Regions from separate parts of the Sus scrofa genome. Here all the other regions are linked to region 3. The links are chromatin contacts, called in public Hi-C maps. All regions are on one chromosome and are shown on one strand. The core of a region is the stretch at or near the end of the contact, and the rest is flanking DNA. Distances in the headings are between cores, read along the strand shown. Region 1 holds the start of ZNF784 (zinc finger protein 784). Region 2 overlaps SSC5D (soluble scavenger receptor cysteine-rich domain-containing protein SSC5D). Region 3 holds the start of ZNF579 (zinc finger protein 579).

Region 1 (4,008 bases), core at 1,113-3,612, 35 kb before region 3:
CACGGCAACGCCGGATCCTTACCCCACTGAGCAAGGCCAGGGATCGAACCCACAACCTCGTGGTTCCTCGTCGGATTCGTTAACCACGGCGTCACGACAGGAACTCCCCTGAAGTGATATCATTTATCCCAAAAGTGTTAGCATAAGCAGAACAATATGGCATCATTTCATGTACGGAGCAAACCAAAGAAGACATGTGTGGGAATGATAAACAGAAAATGCAAAATCTCGGGAGTTCCCGTCGTGGCGCAGTGGTTAACAAATCCGACTAGGAACCATGAGGTTTCGGGTTCGGTCCCTGCCCTTGCTCAGTGGGTTAACGATCCGGCATTGCTGTGGTCTGTGCTGTAGGTCGCAGACGCGGCTCGGATCCAGCGTTGCTGTGGCTCTGGCGTAGGCCGATGGCTGCAGCTCCGATTCAACCCCTAGCCTAGGAACCTCCATATGCCTCGGGAGCGGCCCAAGAAATAGCAAAAAAAGACAAAAAAAAAAAAAGAAAGAAAGTAAGAAAGGAAATGCAAAATCTCATAAGGGGAAGGAGGCAAGAGAAGGGGATGTTACACAGATGGCTGAGATTGCATCTGTAAAGTTGTATGGTTTAAGTTCATTAAGGAGTACAGGGAGCTATTTATATACTTCTGAATTTTTCTTTTCTTTTGTTTTTTTTTTTTTTTTTTTGCTCCCACGGCATATGGAGGTTCCCAGGCTAGGGGGTGAATCGCAGCTGTAGCTGCCGGCCTACGCCAGAGCCACAGCAACGCGGGATCTGAGCCACGTCTGCAACCTACACCACAGCTCACGGCAACGCCGGATCCTTAACCCACTGCACAAAGCCAGGGATCAGACATGCATCCTCATGGATCCTAGTCAGGTTGTTAACCACTGAGCCACGAAGAGAACTCCCCAAATGAGTATTTTAAATGCTATCTATCCGAGGAAGACTTGCACCAGGTTCTGGTCACACACCCTGGAATTTCGTCTAATGGAAACAGATTCCCAAGCAGGAACAAAAAGCGGTGAACATTTCAGCAGACTCTTACCTTGTGCTGAAGTGGACACCTACCGCTTCCACTGTCATTTCACTGGGCAAAGAAAACCACGTGGCCACGTCTAACTGCAAAGGAAAATACAACCCTATCATGTTCCCTAAAGAGGGAGAACCGAATTTGCGCATGATCGTCACGTTCAGTCATCCACCCTGCCCTTCCAGGAAAACAATTTAAGAGTGTTCCAGCGATCTCGCATCTCTCTGTTTTAGTGGGTTTCGCAACCCTCTACAGATGTATGCATAAATGCAGGCATGGTCAGAAGTAGCGCGATGACCTCTCCAAGGTCACACAGCCGGGCCAAGGAACGAGTAACTGGACAGCTGAGCCCTCAGCCCTGTCCTTGTAACTGCCGAAAACCCCTGCCCTTGGGCTCTTGCCTTCAAAGGCGCATTTCCCAAACTTCACACAACCTGTGGATACTTGCTAATGAATCCCAGTACCACTAGTGTGGCAGTCGGTTCAGTATATTTTTGCAAAGGGACTTAAAAGTCCTTACATTTGTAACCTTTGCCTCACTGAGTTATCTCGAACCAGGGAGTAGGTGACCACAAAAACGTGTAGTGTGAACACAACAAAGGTTGTTCAATTCTGGTGTCAAGTGACCGCCAGAGCCTACTCATGGAGATTAAAAAGAGAAATTAGGGAGTTCCCGTCGTGGCGCAGTGGTTAGCGAATCCGACTAGGAACCATGAGGTTGCAGGTTCGGTCCCTGCCCTTGCTCAGTGGGTTAACGATCCGGCGTTGCCGTGAGCTGTGGTGTAGGTTGCAGACGCGGCTCGGATCCCGCGTTGCTGTGGCTCTGGCGTAGGCCTGTGGCTACAGCTCCGATTAGACCCCTGGCCTGGGAACCTCCATATGCCGTGGGAGCGGCCCAAGAAATAGCAAAAAGACCAAAAAAAAAAAAAAAAAAAAGAAATTAGAATTAGCTCACAGGAGAGTTCCCGTCGTGGCCTGGCACAAACGAACCCGACAAAATCAGGAGGGATCCGTGGTTCCGCTCAGGGGGTTAAGGATCCAGCGTTGCTGTGGCTGTGGTGCAGGCCGGCAGGTGCAGTTGCGATTCGATTCCTAGTCTGGGAACCTCTATACGCTGCGGGTTCGCCCTAAAAAGACACGTACACAAAAGAATTAGCTCAGAGCCACCCCAGCGCCCCACGCAGGCTGTCTCTTGGGGGCACTGACAGGCAATTAGGAAGAAATTCACCACTTTCTCCCTGGGGATGGAGAGAGCCAGCTCCCGGGAAGCCCCGCCCCTCCTCCAGGCCGCCTGCGCGGGGCCCCGACGCCAGCCTAGGCCCCACCCCCTCCGGATTGACCTCTGGCATTGGGGGCGGGGCCTGGGGACAAGATGGCTGCCGCGCGCCCGGAGTCGCCGAGTCTGAGCTCAGCGGGCCCGGAGCCGCGATCCCCGGAACCTCCGGACCTGGTGCGGGCGAGGAAGGGCCCCGGCGCGGGGGCTCTAGGCGGCAGGAGGTCGCAGGGGTGGGGGTGGGGCTTAGAGCTGGGCGGGGGAGGTATTTAGGGCTATGGCCCTGGGGGCGGGGCTTCTCGTGGGGGCGGTGTGAGGTTGGAGGGGCGTGGCCGGAGGAGGAGGGTGGGCGGGCCAAGTCAGAACTGGAGAGGGATCCACCCGAGCGAGGAGTCCGAGGGATTGAGTTTGTCTAATGAGGGGGCGGAGCCTTCAGAGGGCGGGACCTCATGAATTTTAGGGTTCCGGAACCTGGGTGGAAGGTTGGGAAGGTGACCCTGGAAGAGAAGGGTGTGGGGTTATGGTTGGGTCACCCACTTCGGGGTAGGGGGATGATTCTGCAAGAGTCTAAGTGCTACCCAAGAGAGGATTTGGGGGCAGAAGTGCCTGCTCCAGCTGCCTTTGGACCCCACTCAGGCTGAGAGCGTATCTGAGGACAGTCTTTCATTCAGCAGACATTTACTGTGCTCCCACTTGGGCTAGACAGATGGAGAGGTGAAGGCGGCAAATAAACTATCCTCTTGGAGCTTGCAGCCCAGAAGAGGAGAGAGACAATAAAGAAGTCTTATTGTGTTATGTTCGATAAAGAGTGAGCTGATAGAGCGGCGCGGAGGGGAGCTAAATTTAGTCGAGAGAGAAGTCAGCTGTGTGCCGGCTTATATTTACACTGGGGCCAGAGAGATAAGCGGGAGGCAGATCGTGATGGATATGAATTAAGGCTTTGGATTTTAAGTGCAGTGGGTGTCATGGGAGGGTTGCGAATGGGAAAATGACTTCCATCTGTTCCCGTTTTCAAAAGGTCATTAAGGCTGCTTTGGGAAAATGGGTTATGAGGGAGCCAGGCAGAGGACCAGAGGCAGTCAGAGGTTCAGGACACTTGGCAAAGAATGTTTGCCTTATGAAGTTCCCCAGTGGCCCGAGGATTCCACGTTGGTGCTGTGGCAGCTTGCGTTGCTGCTGTGGCACCTTGGGTCGCTGCTGTGGCACCTTGGGTCGCTGCTGTGGCACGGGTTCAATCCCTGGCCCAGGATCATAGGCCTGCTGCGAGGGAGGCCCCCTCAAAAAAAAAAAAAAAAAAAAAAAAGGTGCAGTGAGGTAATTGGCTTTTCACTGGGATGGAGGAGAGAGATGGCTGGATCTGTGGACCATTTCAGACGGGAGGGGAAGTCTTCAAAGGCACGTAACAGAATCCCGGGCCGGGGAAGCAGCGGAGAGCTGAATCTAGAAATCGAGGGATCCAGCATGCTACAAAAGGGAGGTGTTTTAATAATCAGGTGGGGAGGCCTTGAGGCAGAGGCCACAGGCTCCTCTGTTTCTTCTCCCCCTCACCCAGGTCCTGGTGCCTGATGATGGCCGCCCGGCCACCCCCCCGAGCGACCTCGTCGAGATCCAGGTGGTGAAGGTGACCGACACCACGCTGGTACCTGAGCCCCCAGAGCCAGGTTCTCTCCACTGTGCCTTGTGCCCAGCTGTCTTCCGGCTGGTCTCCGA
Region 2 (4,337 bases), core at 1,590-4,089, 43 kb after region 3:
TGCACTATTACTATCCCCCTTTTAGCAACAGTGAACCTCAGACCAAGAGGCTAAGTAACCGGCTCAAGGTCCTGCCCGCAAGGGCTTGACATCAGGCATGTAGGCGCCGAAGCTCACTCCCTCTCTGCTGAGCTGTGGGAACAGGACCCAGCTCAGCGGGTGTTCCTGGAGATACGAGGACACCACGCGTGCAAAGCCCTCAGGACAGAGCCTGACCCACAGGAGCTGCCCAACAAAGGTCAGTCGTTACTGCTGCCACGCCCGCATACCTTCAAAAGCTTGGCGGAGCGTGAGCTCTGTGTGTGAGCTACGCGCTGCGCTCTAAGAGCAGAGCCTCGATCCGTGAACAAGACGAGCATCTCAGCCCTCGTGGGGCTTCGTCACGGCCATCGTCACCATCAGGATCCCATCACTGCGACCGTCTCTACCGCCACCACCCCCGAGATCATCTTTACTGTCTTTTCCACCATCACCACGTCCATCAGTGTCTTCAGCGTCAGAGTCATCACCAGGATCTTCGGGACCATCACCACCAACTCCTTCATCGCCACCATCACCACGTCCATCGTCTTCACCGTGATCTCCAGCATCAGCTCCCTCACTGTCATTACCACCATCACCACGTCCATCGATGTCTTCAGCGTCACAGAGTCATCGCCAGGATCTTCGGGACCATCACCACCAACTCCTCCATCACCACCATCACCATGTCCATCAGTGTCATCTCCCCAACATCACGAGCATCCTCAGCCCCCTCTTGAGGACCATCACCATCAACTCCTCCAGCACCACCATCACCATGATAAGTACCATCACCACCCCGTCATCTTCACCGCCATCACCACCATCACCTCCACCATCACGGCCACTGCGAGTCGCCATTGTGAGCTTCATCCTCAGCATTACATCCTGGGCACCTTCACCGCCATGGCTGTCACCACAGTGATCGGAGCCGTCACCACCCTCCCACTCACCATCAGTCACCGTCCGGCGCATCACCACCACCTCGCACGGTGCCTGTGGCAGCCACGGATGGAACGATCTTGTGAGGCAACAGCCCCTAGTCCCTGAGAAGCAGCATTCCCATTTTGTTTTTAATTAGATACTTTGGTTTTCCTTTTTTGGATGGGGAGTGTCTTAAATCCCTTGGACCCCAGATAAGGTCACACATCTCCCCGCAGAGGCCGCTCTTCCTCCTCCAGGGTGGTAGTGATGGGTGCAGAGGTGCTGGGGGGCCAGGCCACCTCCGCCAGTCTCTTTACCACCTCACCCAGCTGCCCCAGTCCCTGGGCGGCCTCCACCAGCTGGGTCAACCCCAGGCCCAGGGCTTGGCGCTCCTGCTGGTCACGCTCCAGGGCCTGGGTCAGCCTCTGCAGCTGGCCGCTCACATCCCTCACAGCGGCCACCAGCTCGACCAGGGCAGGCGGCTCACAAGCCATGACCCTTACTGGTGGAGCTGGGGCCTCGCATGGGCCAAAGGGGCCTGGGCTCTGAACGGGAGTTGGCCCCGGGGTGAGGCGGTCGGGAGGAGGTTGATCCAAGGGGTGGGCCATATGGGGCAGGTGGAGGTCAGGGGTCACACGGGGGTCGGGGACTGAGTATGGATCCTGAGTAGATGGAGAGGTTAGTTTGGGGCTCTGGCTTCCGGGTGGTGTGAGGTTCTCAGTGGATGGTGTGCTTGGGACTGGAGAGGGCTCTGGGCTCCACGTCTGGGATCCAGAGGGGTGGGGAGCCCCTGCAAAGGTGGGCTCGACTGCTGGTGCTGGAGAGGAAGAGGGAGGTTCTGTTCCCAAGGAAGTTAGCAGGGACTGAGAAGTGATCAAAGGAGTTGTGGTGGGGTTGGGAGTCGTGGTGGTGAGGTGAGGGGTCGTGGCTGGGTAAGAGGTTGTGACTGGGTAAGGGGTCATGGTGGGCTGGGCAGTGGTGGTGGGACGAGGGGTCGTGGTGGGCTGGGCAGTGGTGGTGGGCCGAGGGGTCGTGGTGGGCTGGGCAGTGGTGGTGGGACGAGGGGTCGTGGTGGGCTGGGCAGTGGTGGTGGGACGAGGGGTCGTGGTGGGCTGGGCAGTGGTGGTGGGACGAGGGGTCGTGGTGGGCTGGGCAGTGGTGGTGGGACGAGGGGTCGTGGTGGGCTGGGCAGTGGTGGTGGGACGAGGGGTCGTAGTAAGGTAAGGGGTAAAGGTCTGCTGAGGAGTGGCAGTGGGGTGAAAGGTCGTGGTGGGGTGAAGGGTGGTAGCGGGGTGAGAGGTTGTAACAGTGGGGTGAGGGCTTGTGGGGGGGCCTGGGGAACTAGAGAGTTCTGGGACTGTGCTGGGGTATGGAGTTGTGTCCCAGCCTGGGTCTGTGTCAGATTCTGGCTGTGTCCGCTCTGAGGTAGAGGAAAGGCGAGTCACCACCGCAGGTGCAGTGGGGTCAGAGGTCAGTTCTTTGGGCATGGAGGGTGACAGCCCAGGGGTCAGTGCTGGAACCACGGTGGCAGCGTGAGTGGAGAAGTCGAGGCCAGGGGTGGTCAGGGCGCGGTGAGAGTTCATCGAGGAGGCCGGGTCTGGGCTGGGGGGCAAAGTGTCGGGAGGGTCAGAGGTCACCTCGGGGGTTGAAGCTGCTGTGGGGATGAGCTGCGGCGGGGAGTCAGAGGTCGGCAGAGGGCCTGGGGGCTCTGGCGAGGTAGAGGGAGCTGGGGAAGGGACGGGGGGCGCTGTCCTGGCCGCTGTAGGCCGCAGCAGCCGGCGCTCTGGCAATGGTTTCCTCGCAGAACCTGGAGGAAAGATGGATGGCCGAGGTCAGTCTGCCCCGCCCATCCCGGGACCCGCCCCGCCCCCTAGGTATGGGACAGCCAATGGGAAGCGACAGAGCCTCGGGACATCACGGGTCGCCAGCAGACTTCACCCGGCCCTAGTGCCCCACCTCTCAGCATCCTCTGATGTCTCCAGGCGCCACCTGGCGTCCTCTGGGGGCGGATGCAGAGATGGGCGGGCAGGGGAGAGGGGGCTGTGGAGGGGTACCCTGAGATGCTGGAGGGGGTGGAAACGGGGGCGGGGGGATGGGGTGTAGTAGGATGCACTAGAGAGCATGGGTAATGTGGGGGACGTCGAGGGGTACCTGGGATGCAGGACGGGGTCGAAGGGCAGAAATGGGACGAAGGGAGATAAAGATGGGGGGCAGGGCGTGGGAGATGCTGGAAGAAGCAGAAGCCTCAGGCGGAATCCAGGAGGGTTGGAAGGGTAATCTCAGCAATCAAGCCTAATCTTTTTGTGCTATATTTTAAACCAATCAATATTAATGCAAAAGATTGACAGTGAACAAGTCAAAATTTTAATCCAAGACAGGATCGGACCCACCTGACCGAACTCCTCCTAAAACCAGCTCTGTCAGATCCTGGGGATCCAGGTCAGATCCTGCCTTCCGTTTAAATTGCATATTTAATGCATCGTGGATTGATTTTGCATTCATTTTTACTTTTTAACCTATAGTATTAAGATTTTATCTTGGTTACTATTACGGGTTTGGAATGTCCCTAAATTTTAAGCCTGAGTTGAGTGAGAAACCTCTTCCGGGCCCTGCTTCCAGGTAGATGTGAATCTTTTTTTTTTTTTTTTTTTTTGCTATTTCTTGGGCCGCTCCCGCAGCATATGGAGGTTCCCAGGCTAGGGGTCGAATCGGAGCTGCAGCCACCGGCCTACGCCAGAGCCACAGCAACACAGGATCCGAGCCGTGCCTGCAACCTACACCACAGCTCACGACAACGCCGGATCGTTAACCCACTGAGCAAGGGCAGGGACCAAACCCGCAACCCCATGGTTCCTAGTCGGATTCGTTAACCACTGCGCCACGACAGGAACTCCGATGTGAATCTTAACCTCTTTTTACAGATGAGGGAAGCCAGGTCAAGAGGGCAAGTCACTTGCCCAAGGTCATACAGACACAGTTTGAAAGGTGCGGGGACGAGATCTGAACCCAAGTTCTTTATATCCAGAGTCTAGGCCATGAAGTGGCCCTTTCTCAGCGATGGAAATGTTCTCTGCTGTCCACTATGGTTGCCACTGGTCGCCTGTGCCTTCTGAGCACTTGAAAGGCAGCTCATTCAACAAAGGAACGGAATGTTTTCTTTTTCAAATTACTGACTCGCTTAAAGAGCCACTGGGGTTGGTAGCTACCATACAGAACGGCACAGCTCCAGAGAATCCCACTTCTCTGTAGGGTCTCTGAGGTGCAACCCCCCATCGCCTTGCTGTCTGCAGAGGTCACTGAGCAAAGGGCTAGGCTTCCAGCCAGGATGCCAGCTCCACTACTTCTTAGCTGGGTCACCGTGGGCAGGTTACCTAACTGCCTTGAAGCCCAGT
Region 3 (4,471 bases), core at 630-3,129:
GGAAAAAATGTTTTTGTATTTATAGAGTACAAGAGGAAGCTATCATATACTTTCATTTTATTTATTTCTATTATCCCTTGTTTGTTTTCCTTTACTTAGTTGGGTACAGAACATACTCCCAGGGCTTCAGATTCCAAAAGCACCGAGGGACAGAGTGTAGTAAGTTTCAGTCCTAAGAGGTAGACAATGTTGCCAGTTTCTTCCCTCTCCTCCCAGTTCTCCCAGACACAACCCTCGGATAAGCACAGATAGAGCAGACTTGAGGCTGTGCTCCTTCTGTTTCTCCTCCCATTCAAATTATCACTTGGAGCTTTTCCATATTTTGACACAGAGGACGTCTTCATTCTTTTTTATGGATACATGTCATTCTGCTGGGTAGATTAATCACTCAAATCCCTGACCGATGGCCAGTTAGTGAGTTTCCTGTCGTTTGCAGGGAAGCACAATACTGCAGCGATTGACTGGTACCGTCTGGGGCATGTTTATGAGTAGATCTAGCCAAAGGATAAGTTCCAGAATTGCTCACTCATTAAAACTGTTCCAGCTTTTACTCCCTGCCCAGCCATGTATGAAAACTTCTTTCCCATATTCTTCTTCTTCTTTCTCTCTCCCTTTTTTTTCTTTTTTGTCTTTTTGCCTTTTCTAGGGCTGCTTCTGCAGCATATGGAGGTTCCCAGGCTAGGGGTCTAATCGGAGCTGTAGCCGCCCGCCTACACCACAGCCACAGCAACGCGGGATCCGAGCTGCGTCTGCAACCTACACCACAGCTCACAGCCCACGACGGATCCTTAACCCACTGAGCGAGGCCAGGGATCAAACCCGCAACCTCATGGTTCCTAGTCGGATTCGTTAACCACTGCGCCACGACGGGAACTCCTCTTTCCCATATTCTGGTCAACAACGTTTAGCATGGAGTTCACGTGAATGATGAGCATTAAGCTGCAGGTATACTCCTGCAGCAGGCAAGCCTCTGCTGCTGCACATTGGGATTTGAGATATGGCCATGCGGGGACATTTCTCTCCCATTTCCATTGCTTCCCCCATTCCTCACCCTTGGCGTTCCTCCTGCAGGCTTCTGCCAAAACATCCTGTGTTCAGGAAGCTTTCAAGGAATCGCTCTTCATCTGCCTTCTCTCCTCCCCGCAATCCCACCGCATCCTGATCACTGCTTTAGAACTCACTGTCCAGAAGGGTAACTGGGTCTGTGTCTCTCTGCCTCCTTCATCAGACTGTGAGCTCCCTGAGGACAGGGTCCAAGGGCCTCTGTCTTTGCCTCGGCAGCTCCAGCACCAAGGACAGAGCTAGCCCATAGTAGGTACTCAGTAAATACTGGTGGTTTAGGATTGAGTGAATAATGTAGCAGCGTGAGGAACTGGTCTCCTAGAGTCAAGTGAGTACATGCAAGGTCTATGGCAGAGGGGGCGACGGAGGCACAGAGATGGGGACGTGCTCAGGCAGCCACGGGGAGGCTGGAGCCAGGATCTGGTCCAGATTCCCAGTACTCTCCCTGAAGCGTGCGTCACTGCCTCATTCATCTCCTTTCCTGGCCACCCTCCCTGACCCAGCACAGTGCCTGGCACAGACAGGACCTGATAAATGTGTATTTGTTGAAGGAATGAATGAATGTGTGTGTCTGTTTGGGAGGGAAGGGGGGCAGGACCCAGCCTCCCGGGCCCCCAGTCCCCTCCTCCCTCCCCGAGACGAGAGGACAGGCCGTCAGTCCCCTCCCCTCATGGGACTTTGGAGTCCAAGCTGCCCTCCTCCTCCGCCCCCTGGGTCCCCGCGTCCACCCTCTTCCGGCTTCCCAGCCAGTCTTTCCTCTCTCAGGCTCTGATGAAAGGCCGGGTTTCCGGGGGGACCACTTAGGCGGTGACACCGAGCCCAGCCTCCTCCACCCCCCACCCCGCACGGGGCCCTCCCTCCCCGCCACCACCGTCTGGGCTCGGCCAGCCGCGGGGAAGGAAGAAAGGAGCAAAGGAGGCGGAGGTAAGAATGGGGTGCCAGCCATCGGGGCGAACCCCAGGTCCTGGGGTCAGAAATCTGCGAGGCCTCGATGGTGGCCCCAATTATGCTGATCATGCCTGCGGGGAGCTGCAGGCTGGGCCCAGTGGGGAGATTGCCCCCCCCACCCCCGGGACCTAGGGCTCCAGATGCCCAGCAGCCTTCCTGGGGGGTCCAGGGCCTGGCCCTTAGCCTCCTTCTCCCTGGACATTTGGAGCAGCGGGGACCCCCAGGCCCCTCCTGTCCCTTGTCTCAAGGGCCCAGCCCCCTCCTCCAGCCCTCTCCCGGCTGGGACCCAGGAATCCCTACCCTGCACCTACCGAAGCCATGGTGCTGACTCCCAGTCATCTCCCAACCCTCCCTGCCCCCAGGCCCCAACCTCAGCCCGGGAATCCGGGCCCCCAGCCCCCTCCCCACTCCTGGCCTCTCCCAGCCCCTGGCATCTGGGCACCCACACTCCATTTCCGGGGCCTCCTGATTTTGAATCCCACCCACCTCTCCAGTCCCGGCACCAACAGCTTGTTCTCAGCCCCTCCCAAACCCTTCCAGCGGGGTCCCTGGAGAAAAAGCAGGTCCCTGACTTCGTCTGCTCCTGTCCCTTCCTGCGTCTCTCTCTGCCTTGTTCCCTCTGTTCCCGTCTCTCCCTCCCTCGGCCCTGCCCTGGTCCCTCTGATCTCTGTTTGCACCATATCTGCCCACATCTCTTTGTTTTCTCTTCATCTCTGTCTCTGCTGGGTGTCCCCCCGTCACTCTCTCCCGCTTTCTGCCTCTCACTCTGCTGTCTTTCTGTTTCTGCCAGTCTCTGCCTCTCCCCTCTGCCTTTTTCGTCCGCCACTCTCTCCCTCGGGGGCTAAGTGTCTGACCCCCTCTGCATCTCCGTCTCTCTCTGTCGCTGCTTGTGTCTCTGCACGCCCCCCACCTCTCCCTTTTCTCTTTGCAGGCATGGATCCGCAGCCTCCTCCACCAGCCCAGGGCAGCCCACCTCACCGGGGCCGGGGCCGAGGCCGTGGCCGCGGCCGTGGTAGAGGCCGGGGCCGTGGCAGGGGGGGCGCTGGAGCCCCTCGGGCACCCCTGCCCTGCCCCACCTGTGGCCGCCTCTTCCGCTTCCCTTACTACCTCTCCCGGCACAGGCTGAGCCACTCGGGCCTGCGGCCCCACGCCTGCCCCCTGTGCCCCAAGGCCTTCCGCCGGCCTGCCCACCTCTCACGCCACCTGCGTGGCCACGGGCCGCAGCCCCCGCTCCGCTGCGCCGCCTGCCCCCGCACCTTCCCCGAGCCCGCCCAGCTCAGGCGTCACCTGGCCCAGGAGCACGCGGGCGGCGGGGTGGAGCTGGCCATGGAGAGGGCGGCCAAGGAGGCGGCCGAGTCCGCCTGGGGCCCGCAGGGCAAGGGCGCCGAGCAGCCCACCTCCGCTGCAGCGGGAGCCGCGGAGGAGGAGGCGGCGGTGGCGCGGCCCGAGACGTGGTCCACGGCGGAGCCGGCCACGCTGGCGGCGGCCACGAGCGTGGAGCCCCGCGAATCCGAGGAGGAGGAGGCCGAGGCCGGAGCAGCGGAGCTGAGGGCCGAGCTGGCTCTGGCAGCCGGGCGGCAGGAGGAGAAGCAGGTTCTGCTCCAGGCCGACTGGACGCTGCTGTGCCTCCGCTGCCGCGAAGCCTTCGCCACCAAGGGCGAGCTCAAAGCGCACCCGTGTCTGCGCCCCGAGGGTGAACAAGAGGGCGAAGGGGGGCCGCCGCCGCGCCCCAAGCGCCACCAGTGCTCCATCTGCCTCAAGGCCTTCGCCAGGCCCTGGTCGCTGTCCCGCCACCGGCTGGTCCACTCCACCGACCGCCCCTTCGTGTGCACGGACTGCGGCCTGGCCTTCCGCCTCGCCTCCTACCTCCGCCAGCACCGCCGAGTCCACGGCGCGCTGAGCCTCCTGGCCCCGCTGCCCACGGCGGGCAAGAAGGACGAGAAGGCAACGGGCGCACGGAACTCAGGGAAGGGGCCCGAGGGGGGCGAAGGGGCGGAGTGCGGGGCCGCCGCGGAGGGTGGAGAAGGCGGGCAGAACGGAGGGGACGCGGCCCCGGCCAGGCCCCCCGCCGGGGAGCCCCGCTTCTGGTGCCCCGAGTGCGGCAAAGGTTTCCGGCGCCGGGCGCACCTGCGGCAGCACGGGGTGACCCACTCGGGGGCGCGCCCCTTCCAGTGCGTGCGCTGCCAGCGGGAGTTCAAGCGGCTGGCCGACCTGGCCCGCCACGCGCAGGTGCACGCGGGGGGCCCGGCCCCGCACCCGTGCCCGCACTGCTCGCGGCGCTTCTCGCGCGCCTACAGCCTCCTGCGCCACCAGCGCTGCCACCGCGCCGAGCTGGAGAGGGCCGCTGCCGCGCAGCAGGCGCTCCAGGCCCAGGCCCCGCCGTCGCCCCCGCCGCCCCCGCCGCCCCCGGCCGGCCAGGAGGGAGACGGGCTCCTGCTGCCCATCGCACACATCAAGGAAG

The links. Hi-C and Micro-C count contacts between places; a contact is called where the count stands out from the background.
Region 1: a contact with region 3 is called in a Hi-C map of mesenteric adipose tissue, with 1.9 times the contacts expected there. The contact joins the promoter of ZNF784 here to the promoter of ZNF579 in region 3. A contact is called at or near these places in 1 of 5 promoter capture datasets (liver), 16 of 47 Hi-C or Micro-C datasets (embryonic fibroblasts, epiblast stem cells, fetal skeletal muscle and 8 more) and 2 of 2 datasets of contacts at active chromatin or transcription factors (alveolar macrophages and skeletal muscle).
Region 2: a Hi-C map of embryonic fibroblasts shows a contact between it and region 3, with 3 times the contacts expected there. The contact joins the enhancer-like site here to the promoter of ZNF579 in region 3. A contact is called at or near these places in 20 of 47 Hi-C or Micro-C datasets (alveolar macrophages, brain, embryonic fibroblasts and 11 more) and 1 of 2 datasets of contacts at active chromatin or transcription factors (skeletal muscle).

What each region holds. Positions count from the first base shown.
Region 1 is chr6:59,739,719-59,743,726 of Sscrofa11.1, reverse strand. ZNF784 (zinc finger protein 784) reads left to right here and starts at 2,362. Exons shown (of 2, transcript XM_003356071.4): 1 at 2,362-2,475; 2 at 3,851-4,008. The coding sequence starts at 2,398. ZNF581 (zinc finger protein 581) reads right to left here and starts at 2,315. Exons shown (of 5, transcript XM_021095062.1): 1 at 2,232-2,315; 2 at 1,041-1,114.
Region 2 is chr6:59,662,078-59,666,414 of Sscrofa11.1, reverse strand. All of the region lies in intron 13 of SSC5D (soluble scavenger receptor cysteine-rich domain-containing protein SSC5D), which reads right to left. Among named protein-coding and RNA genes, the nearest start is that of SSC5D, 23 kb to the right of the region's middle. Within about 2 kb of position 2,839, at least 44 of the 83 cell types and tissues checked have an H3K27ac peak or open chromatin away from gene starts, as enhancers often do. A contact at or near this core is called in alveolar macrophages, brain, embryonic fibroblasts and 4 more, where this site is marked.
Region 3 is chr6:59,703,852-59,708,322 of Sscrofa11.1, reverse strand. It overlaps ZNF579 (zinc finger protein 579), which reads left to right and starts at 1,879. Exons shown (of 2, transcript XM_013998800.2): 1 at 1,879-1,986; 2 at 2,942-4,471. The coding sequence starts at 2,944.